2 separate regions of the Bicyclus anynana genome follow, and region 2 is linked to region 1. The links are chromatin contacts, called in public Hi-C maps. All regions are on one chromosome and are shown on one strand. Each heading gives the region's core, a stretch centred on a gene start, on an enhancer-like site or on the middle of the called end of the contact. The rest is flanking DNA. Distances are from core to core; before and after follow the strand shown.

Evidence for each region. A called contact is a pair of places that touch in the nucleus more often than the background predicts.
Region 2: a contact with region 1 is called in a Hi-C map of whole larva, with 4 times the contacts expected there. The contact joins two enhancer-like sites. A contact is called at or near these places in 2 of 2 Hi-C or Micro-C datasets (whole body and whole larva).

Annotation. Positions count from the first base shown.
Region 1 is chr19:8,235,358-8,242,773 of ilBicAnyn1.1, forward strand. The region is part of intron 1 of LOC112045330 (frizzled-4); the gene reads left to right. Among protein-coding and RNA genes, the nearest start is that of LOC112045330, 15 kb to the left of the region's middle. Within about 2 kb of position 3,699, at least 3 of the 8 cell types and tissues checked have open chromatin away from gene starts, as enhancers often do.
Region 2 is chr19:8,274,038-8,281,453 of ilBicAnyn1.1, forward strand. It overlaps LOC112045330 (frizzled-4), which reads left to right. Exons shown (of 3, transcript XM_024081478.2): 2 at 5,020-5,192. Among protein-coding and RNA genes, the nearest start is that of LOC112045317, 9.9 kb to the right of the region's middle. Within about 2 kb of position 2,689, at least 8 of the 8 cell types and tissues checked have open chromatin away from gene starts, as enhancers often do.

The DNA of each region.
Region 1 (7,416 bases), core at 2,449-4,948:
AAGAAGTTGCTAAGATATGCCACGCGGTTTCACCCACGTAGTCACTGTTCCCGCGGAAATACGGAAATAAAATATAGCCTATGTCACTCACAATTATATGTAGAGCTTCCTACTAACATAATTTTCAAAATAGATAGATGTAGAGATTACTCTCTACAACCTCACAAACTCACAAACTCTACTCTTCCTCTTTATAATATAGATAGAAGATTATAATAGTTTAACTTTATCTTAGTATATTTCCTTTTTAATATTATTGTAAAACTTTATAAAATTGGATACTTTTTATGTTTAATTTTGAAATGCTACTTGGGTTCCGTAGGAGCCGTGATAGCTATGATTCGCCTTTGCCTTCGAATCGGAAGGCGTAGGGATGACTCGGGCTCTGAAATAACACTTGTATGTGTGACACCCGAAGATAGAACCTCCTCCTTTTTGGAAGCCGGTTAACAAGTTATAGAATAACACCAGCGGTATGTAATGTCGGCGGTGCTCATAATATGTTGTTTATTTTAAGTTTCCTTGCGGCTGCCGATGCAATCTTAACACGGCCGCCCCGCCTTGTGCCGAGCGAGGCTCGTTAGTAGGGCTTCGATCACGCGACGAATAAAGTATCGATGATTCGATAACAATCGGGTTTATTCCAATAGTTGGACCATCCTTGTGCCTCGGATAACACGTCCCATGGCCCTCCGTCGGCCTCAGTTACCGAAGCACAGACATTCGTAAAGCTCAGTTAAAGATCAAACTCAAGTTTAAAAGGGTCTATAGCGAAGGAAGTTGAGTGTCCAGTGACGGCATTTCGTGTGACATCTCGTAGAAAAAATTAATTATTATGTTGTATACTTGGATTGATGGTCTGGATCCTGCTACCTCTCATACAAACTCTATAGTTGCCTACCGCACTTTAGCTGGCTTTTACAGAATTTTGCATTTTTTTATTTTAAGAAATACCTAATGAAATAAAGAATATCTCACAGAATGAATACTTATTTTTTTTAGTTTCTTTAAACTAAAACAAATGACGAAAAGGCAAAACAACAATTTATTTTAGTTTGGAGATAGGATTAAGCAGAACTGAAAATGTGAACAAAAATGGTAATTCAAATATGTCGATAATATTTTATTCACATCACTACGTCGAAGGATTCGATTCCACTGCGCCCGCGCCGTAATTGGGATGCTAATCAGATGCTGAGCTATCGCCGTCCCTCTCCGACACGTAGGACGTGTTCGTCGCATCTCACTCTCGCCAGGACCGCTTCGAAGGCGGAGGGTCTTCAATCTTCCGACAATAAGCACTGACGTGGTTCCCCGAGGCTTGCTCTGTAATCACTGTAGTTTGCACTGGCAGAATAATTTTCCCTGGTAACGACCGAGCTATCGAACTGCGTTGTGTATCCTCGTTTGGCGCAATTTACAGATCGAATGTTGGCAATTTCTTTTTTAGTTGGTACTGGGAATAATGACTCGTTTTTGCGTTGTTGTCAGTAAACAGAAAGTGGGCATTAAAGTGTGTATGAAGCGAAAGATACAAACTGAAGTGTACTTCAATCTCTAATTATTTAAGTAGCTGAAGACTTAGACCTAATGATTACTATTAGGTCTTAAACGTATGTGGAAATTTGACATAGGGACAGAATTTAGTTTATAGCTTGGCAAATTCGTTCGTTACACTCCCAATGGTCCGCGCACACGACTTTATACCCGCGCTGTCCTTCCCTCTGCTGGTGCGCACGACTTCACACCTGTGCAGTCCTTTCCCCCGTCGCCCGCATATCATGGGAATGTCATAAACGAACTTGCCAAGCTATAGTTTAGCACAAATTAAAAAAAAAACTAATTTTTATCAGATATTCCTCTATGAAACGGATCATCACTGTCTCAGTCACGGCGTAAATATTTAATAACTATTATCGATATAAACTGTTATTTTAGAAGCTAAATACTAGGTTTTATACAGTTTTTTAATCTATACTAATATTATAAAGCTGAAGAGTTTGTGTTTGTTTTTGTTTGATTGAACGCGCTAATCTCGGGAACCACTGGTCCGATTTGAAAAATTCTTTCAGTGTTAGATAGCCCATTTATCGAGAAAGGCTATAGGCTATATATTATCCCCATATTTCTACTGGAACGGGAATCACGCGGATGAAACCGCGCGGCATCAGCTAGTGTCTAATAAAGTAAAAATTTTTTCACAAGATTTCTAGCTTAAAATTTTTAAATATTTACATAAATAAATTATACTAACACAGTTAAAGCTTCATATAAACCAATGCTTCATAAAATAAACACTAACAGCTAAAACCTACATAGCTTCATGTGTTAAAAAGGCACTGAACTTATTACAAGAACCTTAAAGTAACACAGGCTTAGTTAAAGGCAACCAAAGTCCAATTCGGTCGCGTATACCCGGAGAAACACAAAGGAGCCGAGAAAGGATCCTACATATCTGGCGCGGGGATCAACTCCGCCCGCGATGCTATCGCACTACCCTCATTATTGGAACCAGCGGCTTTGTGGCGATGCAACGAATATTGGGCGATGATGCAGTGAATTTATTGAACCTTAGTTAAAAAATATGTAGCTGCAGTGTGGTGAAATTCTTAATGAATTGTCATTGGAGGACTTGGAGGCAATTAGATCGGTTTCCAGCTTTACACAGGAAACAGAAGTACCTAATATTTTGTAAATTATGATTAACTAAACTCTATAGGCGAGAGTCGTGGTATCCCAGTGGATATGACCTCTGTCTCCGATTCCAGAGAGTGTGGGTTCGAATCCAGTCCAGGGCATGCACTTCCAACTTTTCAGTTGTGTGCATTTTTGGAAATTAAATATCACGTGTCTCAAACGGTGAAGGAAAACATCGTGAGGAAACCTGCATACCAGAGAATTTTCTTAATTCTCTGCGTGTGTGAAGTCTGCCAATCCGCATTGGGCCAGTGTGGTGGTCTACTGGCCTGACCCCTCTTATTCTGAGAGGAGACTCGAGCTCAGCAGTGAGCCGAATATGGGTTGATAACGAAGACTCTGGCAAGTTCGTTGATAACACTCTCATGATATGCGGGCGACGGACGGAAATACTGCGCGTGTGTGAAATCGTGCGTTAGGGGAAGTGACGTGCATCAGTCGTGGGTTTTTCATTCATCGCTACACGCCCCCATATCGGGAGTGTTAGATATATTTAGAAATATATCTAACACTCCCAAGCTATAGTTAGAAATTCAGTTTTTCACATAATATGCCGCGTGAATATTTGGTGTTTACGGGATAAAGTAGTCTATATATTGCTCAATAATCTTCTCTATCTTCCAGTGAAAGTCCCATCAAAATTGGTTCAGCCTTTCCAAAGATTAGCCCGGACAAAGAGACAGACAGACACAAATTTTAAAAAAACTCGTTTGTGTTTTGATCTCGTGTTAATAACTATAAGCACTTAACTAAGACACAGTTACTTTAAAAACACTGACAAACACTTAATTTACATATATTGTGATTGTAAGTATTTGATCGATCCGTCACGTTTTCTCGTAGAACATCAAAATACTCATTCGTTGTTCTTATAAAATGTTTATCAAACCTGTTCCCTTACAAAACAAATCAAACACAAGATCTATTTCGATAACACCAACACAGGTCTGGTAAACCTTTTTTTTTGTACTTGAAAATTTCATTTTGTATTCTCAACGCGTCCTGCATCGCTTGTTAGCCACGATGCACGCGCCGAGATATCCACAACACGATGCAGGCTGGACCACGCTGTGATACGATCTCGGTACGGCCATTGTTATAATCTGGCTTTGAACTTGAATTACACTATTTATCACTTTCTCTATACCAGTAACATATCTGTGTTACGGTTATCTATAATAAGATCTGTTGTCTTGGATTTGATGTTGAATGTTGAGTGGTTGTTGATGGGTATGTCACGATTTTCTGAAGAGATGCGTTTTGTTTTATACTTATACGTAAGAAGACGCTTTCCGCATTGTTTAAGACAATGTTTGAACAATACTGGTACTATTCTAACGTTTCTTACATTAATAAAAGTTTTCTAAGTAACTTTTATAGGTGAACTATCTGTGTGCCAATGAAATGTTCCGTCAAATCAATTAATGGGTATACAATCAATCATTCCCTGTTTTCCTACCCTTAGGGTTGTATTTTTTTTCCAAATTTATATGGAACCTAATTCGAACCCTACCCTTAAAAAATATCAATATCGGACTACTCAGTAAAAAGTTACACGTGTTCATACATAAAAAAATATATGCACGTCGAAATGTTAACCTTCTCTCTATTTTCGTCGGTTGAAAAAGCAAACCAACAGACATGGACTAGTTTTCTTGTCAAGTATCGTGTTAAAACATTCATAAGCATTTAATTACCTAAGTAACATAAAATTAAAAGTATTCGGTTGAAAAATGTGCCAAACAATCAGACATTCAATAAAAAAATTTCAACATCCGGTTAAAATCTGTTATTTTGGTATTACCAACAACTTAACATCAGTTATAACAGCATACGGACGAAGTTTATAGTTTCAAAATTACACACCCTATTTTACCTAACAACTATTAATTAAAAAAACTGCGTCTAAAGTCCTACGACTTCGGACTTCCGCGCTACCGGCTTGGTAGAATCGAACTTTTAAGGTTTCAAGTAATAAACACAGTCGCCGCACCATAATACATCGGTACCTGTTTCTTTAATCTAAGCCGACAACCATTTATAAAAGCAAACATAATTATATAGTTGATTGATTTCTAAATACGTTCACAACATAAAACAGGTTCTCATTATATGAACTACGAGTAGATACGAGTTGGTATATTATCAAACTTTTAGAGACCCCGCTCATTTACAGTTTTTAGTTGGCCGGTTGTAGAACAGTGTGCCTAGTGGGAGTTTTCAATATTTTCATACTGTTACTATCACGTTGACGTTTTCGCAAATTTTATATGGAATTGAAACAGTTGTGCAGTAGTGCCACTAGATGGCGCTGTTTCAATTCCTTAGAAATTCGCGTTTACGTTACGTGACGGTAACAGTATCAAACTGCCACTAGGCCCTCAGGTATAGCGATGTATGACAGCCCGCACATCTGTCCAACTAAATCACGTACAATTAAAAAGTCGTCTAACTATCGGCCAACTAAAAATTGTCAGTGAGCGGCCATCCTTAAGTTCTCTTCCGAATCTTGTGATCCGAAGGTCATGGGGCAAATATTTCTGTCAGTGTCTGGGTGGGCTGCGCTTTTCGAAATCTTGTTTGTTGGTTTTCGATGATGGATAGCCATGTAATTAAGGGCGGGTATAACTTATACCTAAGTATCGTTCGGAACGCGTCTGACGGGAATTTCGAAATTGACTTTAATTTCTAGGTAGGCAGCCACGGCAACAAGCTCCTTATTATATCTAGCAATTTGCTGCAAGCACAAAATAAGATCATGTCATGAATTACGAGTGTAATGTTCGTGCAATTACCTACGGTTTATTTTTATAATATTGGAATAGACTGGCAGTAGTTATTAGTGGTTTAACTGCTATATTTATTGGGTTAACGAGTTACCAGTGTCGGTATTTGTAATAAAAAGCCACAGCTGAAAGTTTAATTACATATTTTGTAGATTTTTATTTACATTTATTTTAACTAGATATATTTAATAGATAAATTATTTGAATGCTTTTATATTTCCTAATAGCTAGAAAGTATCTGCTACTTGTATAAAACAAGTATCTTGCTTTTAACTTTATTATAAAACTGGCGCCCCGCGGCTTTACTAGCGTAGTTCCCGTTCCCGTGAGAACGCAAGGATATAATATAGCCTATGACACACTCAATTAACGTGGCTTTCTAGTGTTAAAAGAAATTTTAAAATCGGTTTAGTAAATCCAGAGATAACCTCCCTACAATATCACATACCTAATTATAATAATACCTCTAACCTCTTTACCTCTTTATAATATTAGTATAGCGTCTATAGATAAATTATAGTTATCTTACTACCCATAACACAAGCTAATAGACCTTTACAGATAGATAGAGAGAGATTTTACCATGAGAAAGTCAGGTTATTTATAAGTGTCATAATAGACTATATTTTATTCCCAAATTCTCACAGGTACAGGGATTACGCTGGTAAAACCGCGGGGCGTCAATTCAAAACACATATGCTACTCCTAGATGCTCATCATACAAATATTTGACTATACATCCCTATACACAGGGCCGGACCGTCCATACGGCGAACGGAGCGGTCGCTCCAGGCGCCAAATCCTAGGGGGCGCCGAAATGGTAAAGACAAGATCGAAAAGAAATTTATATATATATATTATTCTACGAACTTTTCAGACGTCCCTAGTATATAATGTTAGGAGCAAACAGGAAAGGCGCCATAATTGGATCTCGCTCCATTCTAAAATTCACCTCGGTCCGGCGCTGCCTATACACATGTGACTGTATTAATGAGAGTGCAAAGATAACACTGTATTCTCTAATACAAGCAGGAAATAATCGTATGGTAACATAATAACGCCTGCAACACTATCGCCTTACAAACCCACAACATTATATTATATCAGCATGTGTTGATTTGAAAACAGAAGCACTTCTGTGTGAGCCAGTGTAATGTACGCTGAGTCAAGTTACTCTTATCGCGAACTATACTGAGAGGGCTTGCTAAGCGCAAACTTATTACTTTAGGGTGACCATGCATAATCTAAACGGCAAACGTTATGTACATATTATTGAGAAAGCTCGTATATGCCTATTTTAACTGGCTTTCTTGTTTTTATGTTTGTTACCTCACAACTATTCAATTTACTAACGTCTAAGTACCAAAAAGTATATTACAATCATTACGTTACGTAAGTATAGTATAGCCATTTTGCTTCGTAACTTATTAACCAATTTACTTCGTAATTTACTAACCAATTTTGAAAATTATTTTTTTCTTTGAAAGAGTATACTTCCAGACTAGTCACATTTAACGTTTAACAAAATCGATTCAGTAATTTTGTGATTAAATGAAAAGAACTGAAATAAGCGAACGAAATTGGCCGTACTGTGGCGTTGCATTACTCTAAAAATCGAACAAACTTCGTACCTATGATGTCCTAGATCACATAGATGTCCTAGATCACCTAGATGTCCTTTCTATTGAAGGCGGTGCGAAAACACAAGATAAACTTTAAAAGCATATTTGGCATAGAATATATGTATATAGAAATACATAAATCGTAGCTGTTGTAGTATGTTCGTTTAGCGTCTGCCATCTTGTCCCACAAACAAGATGGTCACTGTTGTTTTGAAAGCTTTCATGGGTCGATTTAATATTTTCGCACTTGTGGCAACAATTAAATCTAAATGTGTTTGTTTATGGTAGGCTTACTTTACAAGTCAAGTGTG
Region 2 (7,416 bases), core at 1,439-3,938, 38 kb after region 1:
CTCTCACCGGTCGTGTCGGTCTGCCGTCCCATCGGATTTCGAGAGTGAGGGAAGAGAGAGTGCACCTGTGCCTGCGCACACACTTGTGCACTATAATATCTCCTGCGTAATTGGTTAATCTCACCATAAGATTAGCCGCCGTGACCGAAAAAGTCGGTCGGGAGCATATTATTATACCTACCTACACCTACATCATGCAATTTAAAATCAGTTTTTTCTGTAGAATATAATTATATTATGATGATTCTTAAAAACGAATGTCTTTGATAGCTAAGACCTGAAATTAGCGTTATATTAATCCTAACTTTAAGCACCTTTATCTATTTCAGTATATAACAGCATTTGTAATTTGTAAAATATAATAAAACTAGCAGACGGCCCGCGGTTTCACCCGCGTAGTTTAGAGAATGCAGGGATAAAATATAGCCTATGACACTCACAAATAACGTGGCGTTGAAGGAATTTTCAACATCGGTTTAGTAAATCCATAGATTATCCTAGCTGCAATACCATAGTCTTATACTCCTTTTTCTGCTATTTTCATATGCACTTTAACCGTCCCAGCCTTATAAAACTGTTGAAGCCTTGTAGCACAAATATTTGAATTTACATTTTAGTTGTTTTTTTTTTAATTTTATAGCGTGAAAGGATCGGTTCCAGCAAGATAATATTATCAATTAATGGTCGATCGAGGTGCGACACGCCGCACTTAAAATAAGAAAAAGAATACAAATATTTAAAAGCTTCCAGCCTGTTCACGCCTCTGTGGTAACGATGTTTGCATTCAGAATGATTCATTTTTATCCTGTGGCTTCATTATGTAGGAGTATCTAATGAAAAATACACACTGAGTACCTACTACTTTATCATATAACTACATACATACATATATACCAGATACCTACTACAATTATTTTTTATATTTATTTTCATATTTGCCAAATCTGGTAAATATAAATGCCTAATAGTAAGTTGGAAAGACTGTGTAAAGAGTAGAATCGAATCCACCTCCGTTCTTGTTTTTCTCACGGGCCCATGCGTGGCACGTCCAAGACATTCGCCTCTTGTGTGCAGTGTCGTTCGCGCTCTACAATTGTAGAGGTAGAGAGAGTTGTGAGTGGTCATTGGATGACCTCCTGCCCTGTTGGGGTTTGTTCTATTGTATCTTCTTGGCTATGTAAAGTTGTGTAGCCTTGAGAGTTTCGTCCAGGTAGAGCCGGACATAAGTCTCACGATGAAGTCATTTGTCTTCTTGAAGGATATCCCGTGGGAGAGCCAGTCGATCGGGCGGGCGTGCGTGCCACGGCGCTATGATGTGCGGGTGTTACGTCTCGTCTCGGCGTAGACTAGGATCGCTTGATTGATTATGGCCGAGTCTAGGTCCTCGATACGGAGGTCTCTGGGATGGTCAGATTCCTCACGTATCTAGGGGCGTTCGCGATATGGCGCAGGGCCGTGGACTGTTGGGATAGTAGAGGCTTTTGGTTGCTCAATAAACCACTGTGTTGAGTATTTGAGTCCCACCATTTTTACTGTGGAAAAATGTAAGCTTTCAGTGAGAAACAAAATTGTTTACGCCTTGATTCAATATACAATATACACAACAATACCCATAGCTTACTTGCTGTTCCACCCATGTATAGTTTTTGAAGTGAATATTTTGAACTGGAGTCTGGAAGTGCATTTCAAATAGCCTGTCAGTTTACTCAAATATTTAAAATGCTCTCTACATCGGGACAGTTTTCCTCTTTACTCTGCTCTCTACATCGAGACAGATAGCAGACATTCACTTAGGAGTTTGCATACAAATGAAAAAATTATAAAAACCAAGCTGGCTTTAACCACATTGTACACGAAAGTGAACAAGTATACTATAAGAAACTTAAGCTAACAGATACAAATCCTGCCCACGAGGAATGTTGCCACGAAGTCAATATGAATATCTGCAAATAATAAGTCAGTCAGTAATTACGAGTACCTACCTATAGCGTAATATGAATATAATAAAGAACTTGCACGACTCTACAACTTAGAGTTAGCGCTCAAATCTCAATATCACTTGGAACTTCTGAAAATACCTTCGCATAGAGTTATACGGCTGTTTGACAATGTAAAAAATTAAACACTCACTCATATTTCTATTGACCACTAACATGCCAATTCTCATACCTTTCTATACCTCTATTCATAATATGAAAATGATAAAGATTCACAATTTGGCATTTTCAGTCATAGCGAAAATTTCAGATAAATACAACTGCTTGATCATTGTATCTTTATTTAAGCAAAAAATGGGCAATTAACATTTTTATACAGATGTTGGCATACAATAATAATTCCATGTAGCAGGCTCTTCTGAAAATATCAGTAGGTATGTACAGAATAGGCAATCGACTATGTTTAAAAGAAGCAATCGTTGTAAAAACTAAACAGTTAAACTATTGACTAAAAACATGCCAGTTCTCATACTTGTACCATTCCAATACCTAATTATCACAATGCAAATCATACAAATATTAGACACCCACAATGTTAGCCGACATGTGTTGGTCGTGGCCCGTATAAACACGCCAGTGCAGTGGAACAAACATTGGTGTTTGGACTATCGCCACTTTTGGCTCTGTTCAAATAGAGACCGCTGTTTGTTCAAGTGCCAGTGACACGCCACTGCAGGCGAGCTTGTCCAAGTTAATTGTACCCCTGGGGGTCCTTATGCCTAACCTCAACTCCGTACAACGTAAAGTGAGTTCAAGATACCGACAGCTCAACTTATAATGGTGTCGGTAAAACAAGGCGATACCTTTCTTGTCCCTTCGGGAGGATTTACCTGTCGCGGGCTTTAACGAGCTTAAGAGCCCTGAGGACTGTAATTTACATCAACTCAAGCTGCCATGTTGGATTAGTACGTTTTGGGCAAAGCGCAATCTTTGACAGGGTATATTACAGCAACTTTTTCAGTAGAACTGTAGTAGTAGAAGTAAAACTCGATAGTAGTTTTAGTAGAACTTAAAAAATGTTTAGTTTCTCTAAAAGTGTTATGTTCACCTTATTGAGTTTTGAATTCATCTTTTCTACTGTACTAAGCAATTTTAAGTTCAGAATCACACTGATGCGTTGTAAGCTCTGTGTTTTTTACGCTTTCACGTCTAAAAGAAACCGACTTTCAAAATTCTATCGCACTAAGGGAAAGTTTCATTATCAGTGAGTAACATATGCTATATTTCATTCCATGGTGCCACAGACAGACATACACGTCAGATTTATAGACCCCTCTTTTTGCATCGGGGATTAAAAACCACGGTCGATGACAACAAGTCACGTTTAAAAATTCTAATATCAGTTATTATTATTTACAACTGATCATCTGTGGGCATTAAAATTAATAACGACCCCATTCGAAATGAATGCGCTTTTAAAAGTTTACGCCGGTCTGGCTGCCCAGAGTTATGCTTTATTTTATTTTTATTGCCGTCAGAGCAATGTATGAAAACATGCTTTAAAAATAACTTTTATTTATATTCAAGTAGATTTCTTAAAAGCGTTCTTAACATGCTACGGGTAGGTACATGACATAGAACATGTTTCAATAATTTAATTTTGTTTTGATAGGTTAATGTACCAGGTAGGTACTAGGTATATAAAATAGTAGTTTTTATATTCAACATATATATTTAAGGAAGGAAACCGCCGTGAGGAAACCTGCACACCAGAGAATTTCTTAATTCTCTGCGTGTGTGAAGTCTGCCAATCCGCATTGGGCCAGCGTGGTGGACTATTGGCCTAACCCCTCTCATTCTGAGAGGAGACTCGAGCTCAGCAGTGAGCCGTATATGTTGATAACGACGATATATCTTTAAAACTTTAATATTATTTTAATTCTGACATGCTCGTAGGTGCACTACGAAATATAACAATTATATTATAGGTAGGAAACATTTACCCATTTTGTATGCATTTTTTTTTACCATCACATCAAAACGATGTCTACAAAACGTTGTTTACGATAATATTTTTTTTTATTACTTACCTGTTCATTCGTATTTTGGCCCAACCTGTCATTAAAAACTGCATACAACGGTTACGTTATGCTCCATTACACTCATTACCTGCCTTATTAGCTACTTTAATTAATCTCCAAACATTTCATAGTATGCTAGATTGTTTATAAAATACAATTGCCACGTTCAACTTTCCTCATATGGTGAGATAATTGACTGAAACACTTTAACAAACCCACCTGCGTCAACAGCTGATTTTTTTGCTTGAATCAACCGCTTAATTAATCCCATCTTGAATTTTTACGCCCTTTTTAAATAGTATCTGCAAAGTTTTGATAGCAATAAAACAATACCGGTCAGACGGCCTATTCACTAACTTAGTCTTTAATTTACAACAAAATTGAGACGCGCGCAAGAGTCAGTCAAATTAGAGATATAATTAATATCAAATTATTAAAAACTGCATTTTTAGTATTCATTATCAATGGGCTTACATTGATAATGAAAATGAATTCATACTATAGCAGATGAGTGGATATTGCCCAGTTGCCGTTGTTATGACGTCATTTTAATTATTATCATTGGGTATTTACAGAATAAGAAAAATGCAGTTTGTAGATTTGATGCTAATTTTTATAGGTTGTCAATACACACCTAGTTAGTGAATAGCTTAGCACACCGACTCATGTTTATTCAAATAGCAAGAAAAAAAGAATTAATGAATAAGTTTATTAAGGACGCTCGTTGGCTGTCAACCAGATGTGGTTTCAAAGTCCAAGTCAAATTAATTAATTTTGTGTAGGCTTAGTTAACGAGCACTTTTGCAAGGTTAGGTTATGTTATTCGGATCACGAGATCCTGGGGTAGGATGAGGAGATGAGGAGATCTGTGGACCGCTATAATAGAATGACCATGATGACGATAATATTGAGCATCAGCCTTTACTCGTACTTACCTTTAAGCGTTTAATTCCAAAATAGTCTATTTGTTGCTAAACTAATTTCAGCGTATACATTTCCAGGTGGGTGGTAGTGACGGGTGCGTGGCGAGCGAGCGTGCTGCGCCCCCCAGCCAGTAGCGGCGCCAGGAACGACCGCCACTCCTCCCTGCTGCAGCTGGCTGCGTGGGGCGTGCCCGCCGCGCTGGCCGCCGCCGTGCTGGTCACAAGGGACGTGGATGCTGATGAGCTTACAGGTAACTGTCATGTCTAATCAGTTGCGCCCCCCGCCAGTAGCGGTGTCAGGAACGACCGTTACTCCTCCTTGCTGGTCGTCACCAGGGATGTGGATCCTGATGAACCTACAGGTAACTGTGATGTCTAATCAGATCCGTCAGTCAGTAGTGTCACCAGGAATGACCGCCACTCGTATTTATCAGTTTAGGATTTTATATTTTCGCAAATTTGCTGAGGTCATGGTCTAGTGATAGGCATCGTTCGTTGCTGGTTACCACTCTACCGACCAAGAAGTAATTGTACTACCAGTGATTTAGCGTTCCAGTATGATGACGCGTACAGCCGTCAGAAGTATGGATATAGAATAAACTTGTACCTCTTTCAAGTTACCCCGCTTCTGCCTTAAAATACATTGTCAACTTCTTGGAAATTATTATCTAATAGTCTAATTTGTGATCATTTAGAGAGGCTTTAAGATACCTGCTCAGTATTGTACGTAGGTAAGACAATAATTATGTTATGGTAACGTACTTTAAAAAATACCTCCCACAAAAGCTATGAATGGATCGCGATTCTATTATTTTAGCGTACCGAACCAATACCATTCTAATACACATCCGTATCGGCACATAATCGTAATCGCATCATACGATTCGGTCTATACGTCCTTTGATTGTTCGATCCGCGGCGTTTTCAAAGAGATTAAAATCTCATACGAGTGCACGGGAGCACGCATTCATTGCACAGTATTGGAAGAATGAGTGTTTTGTGAACTATTCTCCATTATATTCGTACTGTAGTACTAATATAACACGTGGTTTGCTGTACTTAATGAGTCACCTTCATATAAAAAGATTTCAAATTCGCGGTTCGCCAAAGCAAATGTTTGTGTTGGTCGACTCTCCAGGTGTCTGGGTGTTTAGGTATCTGGATAGATGACAGCGGGTTAAAAGAGTTACTAAATACAAGAAGATCAAAACCGTTATGTTTGGGAGTCCTTATAGACCTATGTCCAGTAGTGGATGCCCATCGGTTGAAAATGACGACGAATGACGATATTGATGCAGTGTTTGTTTTGGACTTCTCTAGTCTTCATCAATCAGCTCTTAGCCTAAAAATCCGCGAAATATAAATGTATTACTATCATAGCCAAAGTTCAGTAACCCTAAAATTTTTTATTTAACTAGACATCCGGCTCGAAGGACCAATTGTTCTAAAGTTGTCATAAAAATATTAAACCTTATAATAACCAAAGTGTAAGCAATGAAGGTTTTGACCAACACCGTAAGAAGCTTTCACTAGGCCGTTGTATAAAGAATTCAAGAGTGAAATACTGCAAGCATTTAATTCTTGAAATGGCGCGACGCCTTTTGTGTGATGTAAATATGCGTAATTAAATGAGAGAGAATAACAATCAACATACTCATATTTTTACTCAACTAAATCCTTCTTCTACTCGTATAATTATAATATTACAGCGGCGTGCCCTGTGCTACTAATATTATCAAGAGAGACTTCTTATCGCGTAAACCCGTGATTATTAAATCCTTTATTTAACGGATACGACCATTTGAAGAACGCCGCTGTTTGATAAAATATTCTAAAAACTTGGAATTAATACCACAACACGTGAATTTAAAAAAGAAACCGACTTTAGATAACAAGTACAGTACCAAGTTTATGTAAGCTCTTTCTATATGTATTTAAAACAAAGCGCTTACTTAAAACAGTAGATTCCTTTCGTCATAGAATAAGTGTTAGTACGTAATGGTATTGGTTTAGTCCAATAAAATATGAAGTATCACCAACATTCCTCACGGATAAGGTTTAAAGAGACTTTCCAGATAATTCATCTGTTTATAGAATCGAATTTTCTAATTGTATCAATTATGGATATAATTAACCTATGATCATATATGAGTAAGTAGGTAGTATAGGGTCACCATATATATGTATTACCTATGGGGTCACTTAGAACACCTATCGTCTATCTCTTCTGAGTTCTTAGTTATTTGAGCTCACTTTTACAATCCGTCTTGTCCGAATTTAAAATTACTCTATCATTCTTATATACCCACAAATTCTTAATCGTGTTGTTAATGTTCTGACGTGTGATTGATTCTTTTGGATGAGCAAACTTAAATTAGGTTTTTAAATTCTACATTAAAATTCCATTTGAATGTGACCGATAATATGTCTGAGGACTCGGTGATTTCTGTCAGTTGAGCACTCGGCATAATAAGT